2 separate regions of the Cricetulus griseus genome follow, and region 2 is linked to region 1. Evidence: chromatin contacts called from public Hi-C data. All regions are on one chromosome and are shown on one strand. Each heading gives the region's core, a stretch centred on a gene start, on an enhancer-like site or on the middle of the called end of the contact. The rest is flanking DNA. Distances are from core to core; before and after follow the strand shown. Region 1 holds the start of Pard3 (partitioning defective 3 homolog). Region 2 overlaps Pard3 (partitioning defective 3 homolog).

Region 1 (6,474 bases), core at 1,532-4,031:
AAGGGCATTAGATTCCCTGGGACTGGAGTTACACATGGCTGTGAGCCACCTTAATGAGGGTGCTGAGAATCCAACCCAGGTCCTCTGGAAGAGCAGCCAGTGCAGTTAGCTGCTGAGCGAGCCATTGCTTGGTTGATTTGGTTTTTGGCTTGTTTGGGCTTTTTTTTTTTTTTTTTAAGGCAGGGTCTCACTATGTAGCCTAGCCTTGGGTGGCCTAGAGCTTGCTCTATAGATGAGGCTGGTCTTGACTTCACAGAGATAGACCTGCCTCAGCCTTCAAGTTCTGGGATAAAGCTATGTGCCATCAAGTCCAGCCTTTTGTATACTTATGAGTCAACTTGTGATCCAAATACTGCAAAATCTATGGGGTGGGGGAGCTATTTAGCCCTGGCTGACCTGGAATTCCAGGTTCAGTAAGTCTCCATCTCAAAAAAGAAAGTGAGGGAGACTGAGAAAGACACCCAACAATGACCTCTGAATTCTAAACACACACACACACACACACACACACACACACACACACACACACACACAGCACCTCCTAAACTGAGCTTTTTCGAAACCAGTAAATCATCCTCCACTCTCTTATCTCTAGCAATCCCTCTCCCTTCCTTCCTTTTTCCCACGTGGTCATCTCAATTACTATTTAGTCCTGCTCTTTCTGTGACCTCTTCCCTACCCCTGATCCTTCACTATGAAATAGCCACTGCTGATTGTGAAGAACAGGCCACATATATCAACAAGGGTGCTCAACTCCATCCATCCAACATCCAAGAGACATCTTTTTCCCACAGCACAGATAAGCCACACCACAACTGCCTTAACCTGAGGGATCACAGAATCTTGTTTTAGATATTTCCCAGTTCATATTCTACAAAGAAGCAGTCCCTTAAATGCCTAGCACACACAACACAATAAGTGCTTAATTTGACCTGTGATAGGAAATGCTTAATTTCTATGAAAAAATTTAAGAATTCGGCCAATCAGTTACCTGTGTATTCCCCCAACAGCAACTTGACCGTTACCCGGGGTGTGCAAGATGCAACATGGCTAGTTTTACAAACAAAATCGGCAAAGCAGAGGGCAACAGCATCGGCACACTTCTATGCCCTGTATGTTACTGCCACCCCCCTCCCCCCCTAACAATGTTGGTCTTCAGAGTACAAAGACAACCTGGTTATTCCCTTACAACATTAAACCATCAACTAACTGTCAATCAGAAATGATGCTTAAAACACTTAAGTGTGAAGTTACAGAGGATTTCCCCTCTTGTCAGCTTTACAAGATAAACAGGTGCCCAATTACCACAAACGTTGTTTGATTTTTTAATGAATTCGACCAACTGGAAGAACACTTACAGCTGTTGAACTCAGCATCTCCTATCCCTGTATCAGATTCCTAACCATCCCCCAGTTTCCTTATAGGGACAATTTTGTTATTTTTCAAACACAGAGTAAAAGCAAAATAAAACAAAGGTATAACCATTTTGTCCTTTCTTTATTTTAGAGAAAAATGGAGGGTGGCCCATAAGCATTCGGCGACTTAGGCAGACAAAGCCACCTTCCCCCTCTCGCTTGTTCTGAAGTCACAGACGGCAGGCCACTCCACTACGGAACAGACAACAGACGGGAAATACCAAAGGGAACACATTCCACTCTGGTACAAAGGAAATATCCTCAGGTGCTAGAGCGAAACTTCAGCGTGGGCTGTTGTCAAACAGAGGGTAAAACAATCTAACAAAACACCCTTCCACTTCTGCCCCATTATGGAGGAATGCGGTTTAAGGGAGACAATGTTACTACTCCAGCAGGAAAAGAGAGAACCGACCCTCCTCCGACCCCCAGGCCCTGTGCAGCCCCGGCTCCGCACCCGAGCACATCCCGCGAGGTAAGGATGGAGGTTCGGAGGGTGTTCTGACTCCACAAGCGAGTACATGCTGAGGTGCTTAAAGGAGCCAAACACCGGAGCCACTCCATGGCCCCCACCGGAGTCCAGGAGCCGGGCCGACCCAACCAGGGCTGCCTGCGCGACCCCGAGATCCCGCAAGAACACAGAAGACCCCCGGCCCGGCTGCGGCTCCCGCGTGCACGGAATCACCCAACTCTTTTCACACCCCCAAAGTTCCGTGGCCAACCCTCCGCGACAGGCCTGCTTGGGGAGAGGCCTGGAGCTGGAGTGCCAGGGCCCGCGGTCGGCCGGGCAAAGGCGCCCCGCCAAGCTACGCCGCGCCTCCCGCGTGCCGCACTCTGCCTCTCCCGGTGCCGGCTCCGGGCGCCGAGCCGCCCACTCCGAAGCCCAGAGGACACAGGCAGTGTCCAGGGACTGTGCGGGTGGCGATCACGGCCCAGCCTGAGCGCGCCGAGAACTTTAAGCCGCAGGTCCGGGCCGGGGGGCGCCTATGAGGCAGCCCGACTGCCGCACTTTCCCTTTCCCCGCCTCCCGGTCTCCCTCCTCCGTCTCCAGGAAGCGCCATATTGATCCCCGCGCCTTCCCCGTCCGCTCCCCGCCGCGCGCCCCAGGCCACTTACCTTGGCCACGGCCTTCCGGTAGCGGGTCACCGCCTGCTGGATGAGGCTGAAAACTTTCATGCGGCCATCTCCACACGGCACGACCACCCGGGTCCTCCCGAAGCACACGGTCACTTTCATGCCGCCGTCCCTCGCTGGCCGTGGCCGGAGCGGCGCTGGGCCCGGCGACTGTACGCAGGGCGCGGTGGGGCCGCTGCGCCGGCGCGCCGGCGGCTAGGGGCGCGAGCAGACGGCGGCACGGGGCCGTCCGGTTACCATGTCCAGCCCGGCCGCCTTCGCCTGTTCTCGCCTGTCCCCCGCCTGGGCGCTTGCAGACTCTGGCCACCTGTTCGGCGTCTTGGCGTCTTGGCGCGCTCGGCGGCGGCCCGGGGCCGTGTGGCGCTCGCGCTCTGTTGGGACTCCGAGGAGGGGACCGCGAGGCAGGGAGGAGGAGCAGCGGCGGGCCGGGCGCACAGCACCGCGCGCAGGCGGCAGGAGGAGGCGCAGGGCGGGGCGCCCGGGAGGCCTCGGCCGCTGCCCGGCCGCTTGGGTCACCGCACGGCGATGCGCATCGCAGCCCGCGGCGCTGTGCCTGGGCTAGCGCTGGGAAGGGCGCGTCCTCCTCCGGCCCACTTACTGTAGAGCTGAGGCGAGGCCCACTGAGGGACGCCCCACCCACGCCCCCAAGGGCTCCACCGAGGTCCCCTCCCTTTCTTTGTGACTTTTAATCCCCTTCCTGGGAGAAAGCAGTTTAGGCTCAGGGACGCCTCTGGAGGCCAGCAGCCACCGAGTAGCCCCGGGGAGGATAGGGACTCGACTGTGGACGAAGCTCCGGGCTAGGTCTCTTTCTGTCCGCAGCAAGGCAGACTTTCTGTCCTAAGAGCCTGGCTCCGGTGCAAAGCAGGGCGGCGCTGTTCTGTAGCAAAGATTAATTGGCAGCTCCCGAGAGAGTTGGAGACGCTTGGACGCCCTGGTACTTCCTCTTGAGGCCACTATTTACCTAAAAGTTTCTTGGTGACCCACTTGTTTAAATAAGTAGGACTTAAAACCGCAGTTCAAATATATTTGTTTCTTGACAATTCTTCAGTCTAAGCAACTTAACACAACCCTCTGAAAAATACAGTCCGGACGCTCAGAGAGGGAAACTGTTCTTGGATATTCCCTCTATAGGCTGGCTCATAACTCAGGCACTAACACACCCCCAACTCCATAGGGAGTGGATGATACCCACACTCTAAGGTGTTTAATAACAACATGGACCAAGTCTAGAGAATGGCTAAAGCTGATTTCTGTCTTGTAAGATGTGGCTCTAAATAAATGTGTACACGTTGTCTTCAAAGAATGGCAAACTTCAAGAGAGTCACTGTTGGCCTGCGTTTGTCCCATACTATGCAGAAAGTTAATTTTGGCAGTTAATTTGCAGATTTCTGAGCCCGTTAAAGAGCCTGTGAGCCCCAGATGAACTTGAGCACTTAAAGCTGGCTCTGGGGATCGTCCATCCATTCCCCCTCCCTTTTTAAAGTAATAAATAAAACAGAGAAGTTCCTCGGCTTTTTGGAATCCTGCACATTCTCCTTGACTTTTAGACTCTAGGTCTGACTGCTCTCAAGCCACTCGATGATCACCGGTCCCAGCAAATGATGCCATCATGCATCCTCCCCTCCAACGTTTGTCAAGAAGGCACCCTCACAAGCCCACAGGAGAATGCTTGAATGAGCACGGCCCTGGGACTCATACTACTTCTATATGGCTTCATCTTTGAACTTGTCTATCAGTGACTGTACCAGTCATGCTATGCCAGTAACTCCTGCGGCCGTTTCCTTGCTTCAGACATTATCAGTACTTGGATCGTTGGGCCAGCAAGATGGCTCAACCTGTTAGGGCACCTGCCACCAAGACTACCTAAATTCCAACCTTAGAACCTACATAGTGGAAAGAGAGAACTGCCCCTGAAAGTTGTCCTCCGACCTTCACACACACACACACACACACACACACACACACACACACACACAGAGTAATAATAATAATAATAATAATAATAATAATAATAATAATAATAATACTTGAGCCCACAATAATTATGAATAATTAGTTAGAAATCATGTTTCTGTTTTTACACATGGGAGGAGTATAAAGTTGAGAATGGGTGTCATAAAAGCCAAAAACAAAAACATGGCACTAACCTAGGTTCAGATCTAAATTTAAGCACTAATGCCTTCTATATGACTTCATCTTTGAACTTGTCTATCAGTGTGTACTCATACTATTTCTATATGGCATCTCATTACTATTTCTAGACATTGAAATGGCAATACATAGTATCTTTGGTTAAAGAAACTACATTGTTATAATTAATTTCATTGATGTTCACAGCCTTGCCTTTTCTAGATGAGGAAGGAAGTTGATGAGATCCATTTCATAAATTGTGAGGATCAAACAAAATTACATACTAAAAGTCTTAATACCTGCTACTGAGTGGAGCATGTTACAGCAGCAGAGTCTACTGGTCTTGATGTAAAGGGTGCTAACAAAGCCTAAGCTGTGATAGCAAATGACTGGGGAGAGATAAGCAAGGAAATCTTGAAGTTGGAGAAATAACTAGGCAAGGTCTGGGGATATAGCTAGTAGAATGCTTCTCTAGTGTGTCCAAAGCCCTGTGTTTGATCACTAGCACTCCATAAAACCTGGCTATGATAATCCACACCTGAAATCCCACCCAACACATAGCCAGTAGTTTGCAAATACATAACAAGTTCAAAAACAGCCTGGCCTACATGAGACCCTGTATTGTAAAAAATAAATAAATAAATAAATAAATAAATAAATAAATAAGAAGTGTAAGACTTTATCTGACTAGTTAAATAGAGATGTGATTGCCATTAATTGTATGCATGATGTTAGAAAATTTCCCAAGCTTTGATTAGCAACTAAACAGATGTCAATCAAACATTGTCTCTCTTGAAAGCATGCCTCCCTCCCTAGTACAGCCATAAATACTGTGCTCACACCTTCAACTTGAAGTTTTGAAATGTAATATTGTCTTAAAATGTAAGTACTGGGATATTCATCATAGTCTGACCTTTCCATAACACACCTATGTAGTTCTGTAACATCCTCAGAGTTTTGCCTGCAGCAGCCTCAGTACCTACAGATGAAATTGAGCTCTCACAAATTAGGTACAGCCTTAGATCATGAGACTGCTTTCCATCAGATCCTGGTCCAGCCATATTGAGTGCTTGTATTGAATAATTTTTTTAAAACATACAGTTTCTCAAGTTCCAGACTGACCTCTAACTTACTATGTAGTTGAGGGTGACCTTGAACTTCTGAATTCTGTTCCTCTACTTCCAGAATGCTAAATTACAAGCATAAACCCTGGGTTTATAAAATGCTAGTGATAGTAATTTAGGGCTTCATGCATTCTAACCAAGCATGTTGCCAACTCAGCTATATTGTTAGGCACAAGGGTGTGTGTGTGTGTGTGTGTGTGTGTGTGTGTGTGTGTATGTTGTATGTGTGCAATGAATCTCTTTATATTAAAAAATCCATGAAAATTAATACCTTGTAATTTTAGAAGCCAGACCTTTTTCTGTCTTTAAAAAAATCAAAAAATTATATGGCAAATAATTAATTTATTTTCACCACTATATTCATCAAATAACATCTAACCATAAAGATGGATCATAGCCAAGCCACCTTCATGTCAATAATATATTCAACTTAGCAAATAGCTTCTAGTCTGAGGTAAGCATTAGAGCAACCCAGTCCCTTTGAGAAGCAAAATATCAAAGTCAAGGGTCAAATGTTGTGTAAATATCTTGAAATGGGTCTACTTTTTTAAATTCTAGAGTTTCTAGCTAAAAAATAACCATAGCCTTTGTCTGTATTTCTATTTCACAGTTAATTGGTTAAAAATACCCCCCAGAGGGTTCTGAGAATTAATTAGGGTTTATCTGGGCTTTGT
Region 2 (6,474 bases), core at 1,475-3,974, 110 kb before region 1:
TGCTTTTATGGTATAATTCTGCAGGACTGCATAAAAGAGGAGTCATTCAGTGAATCCCTATGCATTCCTTTATAAACACGAAACTGAATGTTTATAAATATTTTGCCAATATTGACCAGGTAGTGGCTAGAGAAGGAAGTGTGGCTATGCTACAGGCATGAGCAGCCAGGTCAATAACTGTCTGCAGCATGAGCCGAGATGCTGAAGAGTTAATACTAAAATCAAGACATCATAGTTTCTGGAAAGTGGAGGTGTTTGTTTTGGAGACAAGGTCTCACCTATTCCATGCTGGCCTCAAACCCACCATGTAGTAGAGAATGACCTTGAATTGCTGGTTTCAAGTCCTAGAATTACAGGCCTGCACCACCACACCCAATTAATGTGATGCTGGGGACTGAGTCCAGGATTTTGTGTATGCTACGCCAGGAAATCGTAGTTCAAAAGAATGAAATTACATTATTAGTTCTTTTCCTTCACTTTTTATACCCCATTTCAGCCGATTCACAGTTTCCTGGTAAAAACGACCCCCACCTAGAACTAGGTCACTCTAATGAGGGTTAAAAACTGGGGATTTCTCAAGAAGGAAAGCTTAGTTTTAGACCAAAGAGTATCTGCCATAAAGTAATCAGAGGGAAGCAAGTATTTCACATCTGTTTGGGGCAGTGGCTTAAACTGTCTGAGTACTGTTGATAAATGTACATTTTTACCTAATTGCCTGTGGGAAAGCCAAAATTAAATATTTAAAAGATTAGATGTTACCCTTGAAAAACTATACAAATTTAGAAACCACATTAACTGAAGTTGCTAAGGAAGCAAAAATTCCAAGTACAACACATTAGTATGTAGATAATTAGTTTCATATTATCTTAATATTTACACAACAAAACAATAGTGTTGCAAGACTCATCAAGAACACATTTCTCTTGTAGGTCAGGTAGACATCAGCTGGCAGTACCACCTTTTCTTCTAGGACCAGGAGGTAATTTTGCCAGAGAAGAAAAGCCACACTTACATGGTTGATTTAAGAGTCTAAGTCATTTCTTTTACAAATGAAAAGGGCAGATAAAATTACTGTCACTTTATAAAACAAGAAAACATACTTGCATATATTCTTGGCAAGTAGCTTCCTAATAGGACATTTAGCCATCGAATATACGCTCTAGTGTTCTATGACACATAGTGCAGTACTTTGCAGGTCTATTCATCTTCATTTTTCATCAACTACAAGTGGCAGTATCCACAGTGGAGATAAAGACTTATAAAAATATAACTGTGGGAGTTAGAGATGGCTCTGCTGATAAGCATTGGCTGCTCTTTTAAAGGAGCAGGCTTCAGTTCTCAGCATCCAGCAACTAGCAGTCATCCCTAACTCCAGTTCCAGGTTCTGACATCCTCTTCTGGTTTCTGAGGGCACTGCACACAAGGTACACAGATATATATGCACATGGGCAGGTGTGCGCACATGTGTGCACGTGCATGTACAAATACACACAGAGACACAATAATTAAATCTTTAAAAATAATATCATTATGGTACAAAGCTATACCAACTTACTATAAGTCTATTCCATATCGCTTTTAAGTTACAGGGACAATCATAAGACAACACACTTGGGTATGCTGTCTTCATAGAGTCTATATATACTTATATATAAGAACAAAATCCCAAACCTCTATTGTGTTGGGACAAAGGGGTTTGAAAGTTAAATAAGGGAGCTAGAGAGATGGCTTAGTGGTTAAGAACACTAGATGCTCTTCCGGAGTTTGGTTCCTAGCACCCACATGGTGACTTACAACAATCCTAACCACCAGTTCCCTCTCCGGACCTCCACAGGTACCAAAAAACAAATTACATACATACAAGCAAGCCAAACACTCATACACATAAAATAAACAAATATAAAAATTTAAAAAACTACTTTCAGATTTTGCTGAGAACTTTGACCAGACATTCTATAAAATAAACCCACCCCATCTTCACCTAGGACACTGTTCCCACATGTGATGTTAGTCTCTCCTGGGGTTGTCAAGTTAGCCAAGTCCACTTCTGCTAGGATACAGGGACCTCACTATGCAGCCCAGGCTGGCTTTGGGCACTCATCAGAACGCTAGGACTACAGACTGGTACCACCAGAAGCTGTCTTTTTCCATTTAATTCATGATCTCAATGTTCTTGACAAACCTGAGGGAGCACTATGCTTTTATAACCACACCTCCTTTTCCCTGGAATGTATACAAAACAAATTCCAACCTTAGCATTCTATAAGCCACATGCTGGCTCCTGGCAAGAAACTATGCTCTGGAGAGGGGTGCCTTTCTCTTTCGCCAGGGTTCTGTACTGTCAGAAACAAAATACCCCATGTCTTCACAAAGGTGTTTCCTGTCAACCAATGTCCTCATGCAACCTTCCAAAAGCCACATCTCATATTTATGATGAAAATTAACACCATCTTGCTAACAGCTCAGAATTTAATCGTTTGCAAGTGTGTTTTACAAGAGCAGGACAATGCCACCATTACCTCTGGGATGAGCAATGAGAAGGCTTGGGGCAGGGAGTTAGAAGTGCACAGTACAGTTTAATTAACAAACCGGATTATGACAGGACTGGAGGCTGGCAGCAGCTGCCACAAAGCAACGATGGACTCCTTTCCAGACTACTGTACTGAAACCAAAACACTCGGGTGTCAAATACCAGCCCACAGACCTGCACCTCAGGGTCAAGCAGTTTCACTTCCTGTTAGCCAGAGGAGAAAACCTCGGCCAATGGAATTACCAATGATGCTTTGAGGCTAAGCCTTGATTTCCTCATTACTGTTACATTCCATGTACTCTGTGTAGAAGGCTTAATTATTTAAATAAATAAATAGCAGGTTTTATGATTCATCAAGTTACACTGATCCACTCAAAATATTATCAGTAGAAATAAATCAGGAATGCTAAAAATATTTAACTGCAAAACATCTGCTATTGCGATTTCTGCTAACTTTACAAAATCATTGTTTGTTCATAAAATATTTATAAACATTTTATATGTGAATAATTTATTTATAAAATAATTAGAAGGCTGAGGCTGTAACTCAGTTGGTAGTGCTTGTCTAGCATACAAGAAGCTACATAAAATGGGAGTGGTGGCCCACACCCACAACCCCAGAACTTGGGAGGTGTAGGCAGAAGGATTAGAAGTTGAAGGCCATCCTCAATTTCCATAGAGTTTCAGGTCAATCTGGGTTACATGAGATCATTTCTCAAAAAGTAAAATAAATAGGATTCAGAACATCTCCTGACTCGATTCCAGCATACAGATGGCCTCTGTGACAGTAAAGGAAATAGGGGAGGAAGGAGAAAAGGGAAAATACCCAAGACTGAGCAGAAGGCAGGCAGCACTGGCTTGGTGGATACTGAGAAGCTGAGCCCAAAATAGACAGACACCACCCAACAAGGAACCAGGGACCAGAGAAGCTTCACTACACAGCTGAATGAAGAGCAAGCTCATCTTGCTTGAACAGTCTCAATGTACAGAATGGCATACAAACAGTTAAAACAAAAATGTCAAGAAAGCACAGCCCCACCTACTTCGTATTATTTTCATTCAATACTTTGAAAGAAGGAATGAACTATATTACAACTCTATGAAATACGGCTTCTATGAAAGTGAACACACTGACTTACTTTATTCCAGCATTTTGCTGCTTGTAAAAGTTACCTAATCCTTTTTTGCAGGATGTTTTGGTGACATAAATATATCCCTTAAAGTCATGTTTGGGAGATTACACATGAGAAACTGGAATCCTCTTGTATCATGACAAGTGTTATTTGTAAGACACAACTTTGACACTTGGTTAAGAAACGAATAGATATACAATCACACACATCCATACAGAAACCGGGAGCACAGAAAACATCAGTAAGACTTTGAAGACAGCAGTGTTAAAATTAACTCAGAAGCTTTTTTCCAAGAATGTTAAGGAATAAACACAGAGAAGAACAAGAGGTTTTTTTTTTTTTTTTTTTGAATTCTTAAGGAAGTTCAAAGGGGTCAGAGAGTTCTGTACCAACCTGTCTTTTGCTGACTCTTGAAGTGGCTCTTTTGAGGTTCAAAGACCCTGACAGCCGCAGGGCCTTCACTGAGTCCTTCCTGGAGGCACCAGAGAAGGAGAAATACTTCCCTGTACGTTTCTGGCTGGCTTGGACTGCCATTTCTAGCCATCAGGTAGGGGGTGAAAAGCCAAGATGTCCCAGAATGCAAATTTAAGTACAGAACAAAATTATGCCCCAGAGTCCTCAAACTCCAAACATCCAGTCTACTATTTCCCTGGTGATCAGAAAGGAACACCAGCCTGAAACAGGGGGAGGAGAGGCTCCAGCTGCTCCACACAATATCAATCCTCCCTGGAAGTTGGCCGAGAATACACAGAGCGCCGTGGATCTCAGATCTTCGAGGGACAGCCCCCAAAGCACCAAATTAAAACACCCTTCACCAGTTAAACAGGCTTGGTAGTTTGTCAAGACTAAAAGTGGGTGTAGCAACACACCCTGGCATTGGCTGAGTAAATCCATCAGAGTCAAGGAAGTCTCTAGCTTGCCGGCCACAAGACAGCAGGGGCTCTTCATATCCCAACACAGCTCCCTCCTTGCTGCAGGGCCTCTTCGTAGGACCACTGGACTTAAGTTCTGAGAACCTTCTCCTCCCCCAGTGAATGAGAAATGGATAGTGAGACGTTCAAGTGTACACATTATATGAAGAGAAAGGCAGAATTAAGAATACACAATTACCATGCACTCTGACTCTAGGACACCCTTCCTCAGACCTGGCAAGGGAAGGAAGGCTCCGTTTGTGTTCTCTCCAAGAAGGTCATGCAAGGGAGATATGAGGGCTGAGGGGAGAGTTCTTACCTAGTTATGCCACACCTAAGGGACATTCTTGGGGTTCCCAGAAGGAGAAGGGGAAGCAGGTAGAAATGAGAAACTGGAGATGTCTTTATAAAGCAATGAATTCTATGAAGATTTATAACAAAAATGTGATTATACCAACATAAAAAAAAGAACTATATAAAACTTAAGGGCTGATAGATGGCTCAGTAGTTAAGAGCACTTGTTGCTGTTGCAGAAGAATGGAGTTGAGTTCTAACACCCATATGATGGCTCACAACAACCCTTAACTGCAGTTTCAAGGAATCTGACTCCCTCTTCTGACCCCTTGAACACCAGACATGCATGTAATGCACTTACATGCAGAAAAGAAAAACTGTCACATAAAATAAGTCTAAAAGTTAAAAAAGAAAATATAAAACTTGAGTTTTTAGGGGTGACAGCTCAATGGATAAAGCATTTGGTATATAAGCACAAGGATCTGAGTTCAAATCCCCAGAATTCATATAAAGGCAGGTCTGCAATTCCAGCACTTGTATGGTGAGATGGGAGCAGAGTCAGAATATCCCCAGAGCTCACAGACCAGCCAGCCTGGTGTATACAAACATGAGTACTGTCTCTAACAAGGTGAAAGTGAGGGCTGGCCCCAGGGGTTGTCCTCTTGACCTATACACATGTACCACGACATGCACTCATCTGCTCAGCATAAACAAATCATACAAACACACTAATTAATTAATTTTAAACTCAAAGCTTTAGGACAGTGCATTTGAGGTACAAAAGATGGCTTGGCAGGTAAAGGCATTTGCCTCCAAGCCAAAGACCTGAGTTCAATCCCTGGGACCCATATGGTAGAGAGAAACAACTCCTTTGTTCTCCTCAGACCTCCACACATGGGCCAATAACATGATCCTTTTTAGTGATTCAGGTTATTTCCAGAAAACAAGCATGAAGGAAAAACTAACAATTACCTACTTATATTTTTGTCTGGTTTTTTTTGGAAGGATGAGCTACTTGGGGACGGATGAGTAGGGGAAGTTAACAGCATTTAACAGCATTTAACAGCATGATCCTTGGTTCTCAAATACTAAAAATATCAACTTGGAATTTCAGTTCCTTTTCTCTTCCAAAAGAATATATACATTGATGGGTGTGTGTGTGTGTGTGTGTGTGTGTGTGTGTGTGTGTGTGTGTAAAACTGTCAAAATCTAAAGATGTATGAATCTCTATGTTTTGTCCTGCAACTACAGATGAATTCCATTGCCAGCCCAGGCCTCATGAAACTGATAGAAAAGTAAAAATAGGCAAAGGAAACTGAAGCTAATCACCTATATAAAACATATGCCCAGAACAGCCTGGTTAATGTTTGCTTTTAAACCCTTAGGAGCTGGTGTGAAAGGAATGACACCAGCGATAGCAATGTTAGAGACCAACTGCCAAGAGTGCCTGCAGTCAACCCTTCCCAGGACCAACCACCATCTAAAACCATTATATCATCCTTAGGCTTAATCATTACCCCCACTTGCAGATAGTAAAGCTAAGTAGCCTGCCCAGGCTTATACTGCAAAGCCACGGGGGAGGGAAAGAAGGACTGTGTGCTTAAAG

The links. Hi-C and Micro-C count contacts between places; a contact is called where the count stands out from the background.
Region 2: a Hi-C map of fibroblasts shows a contact between it and region 1, with 2.8 times the contacts expected there. The contact joins the enhancer-like site here to the promoter of Pard3 in region 1. A contact is called at or near these places in 2 of 8 Hi-C or Micro-C datasets (the CHK-Q cell line and fibroblasts).

What each region holds. Positions count from the first base shown.
Region 1 is chr3:203,904,119-203,910,592 of CriGri-PICRH-1.0, reverse strand. It overlaps Pard3 (partitioning defective 3 homolog), which reads right to left and starts at 2,781. Exons shown (of 24, transcript XM_027404778.2): 1 at 2,529-2,781. The coding sequence starts at 2,648.
Region 2 is chr3:204,014,826-204,021,299 of CriGri-PICRH-1.0, reverse strand. The region is part of intron 2 of Pard3 (partitioning defective 3 homolog); the gene reads right to left. Among named protein-coding and RNA genes, the nearest start is that of Pard3, 110 kb to the right of the region's middle. Within about 2 kb of position 2,724, at least 2 of the 6 cell types and tissues checked have open chromatin away from gene starts, as enhancers often do.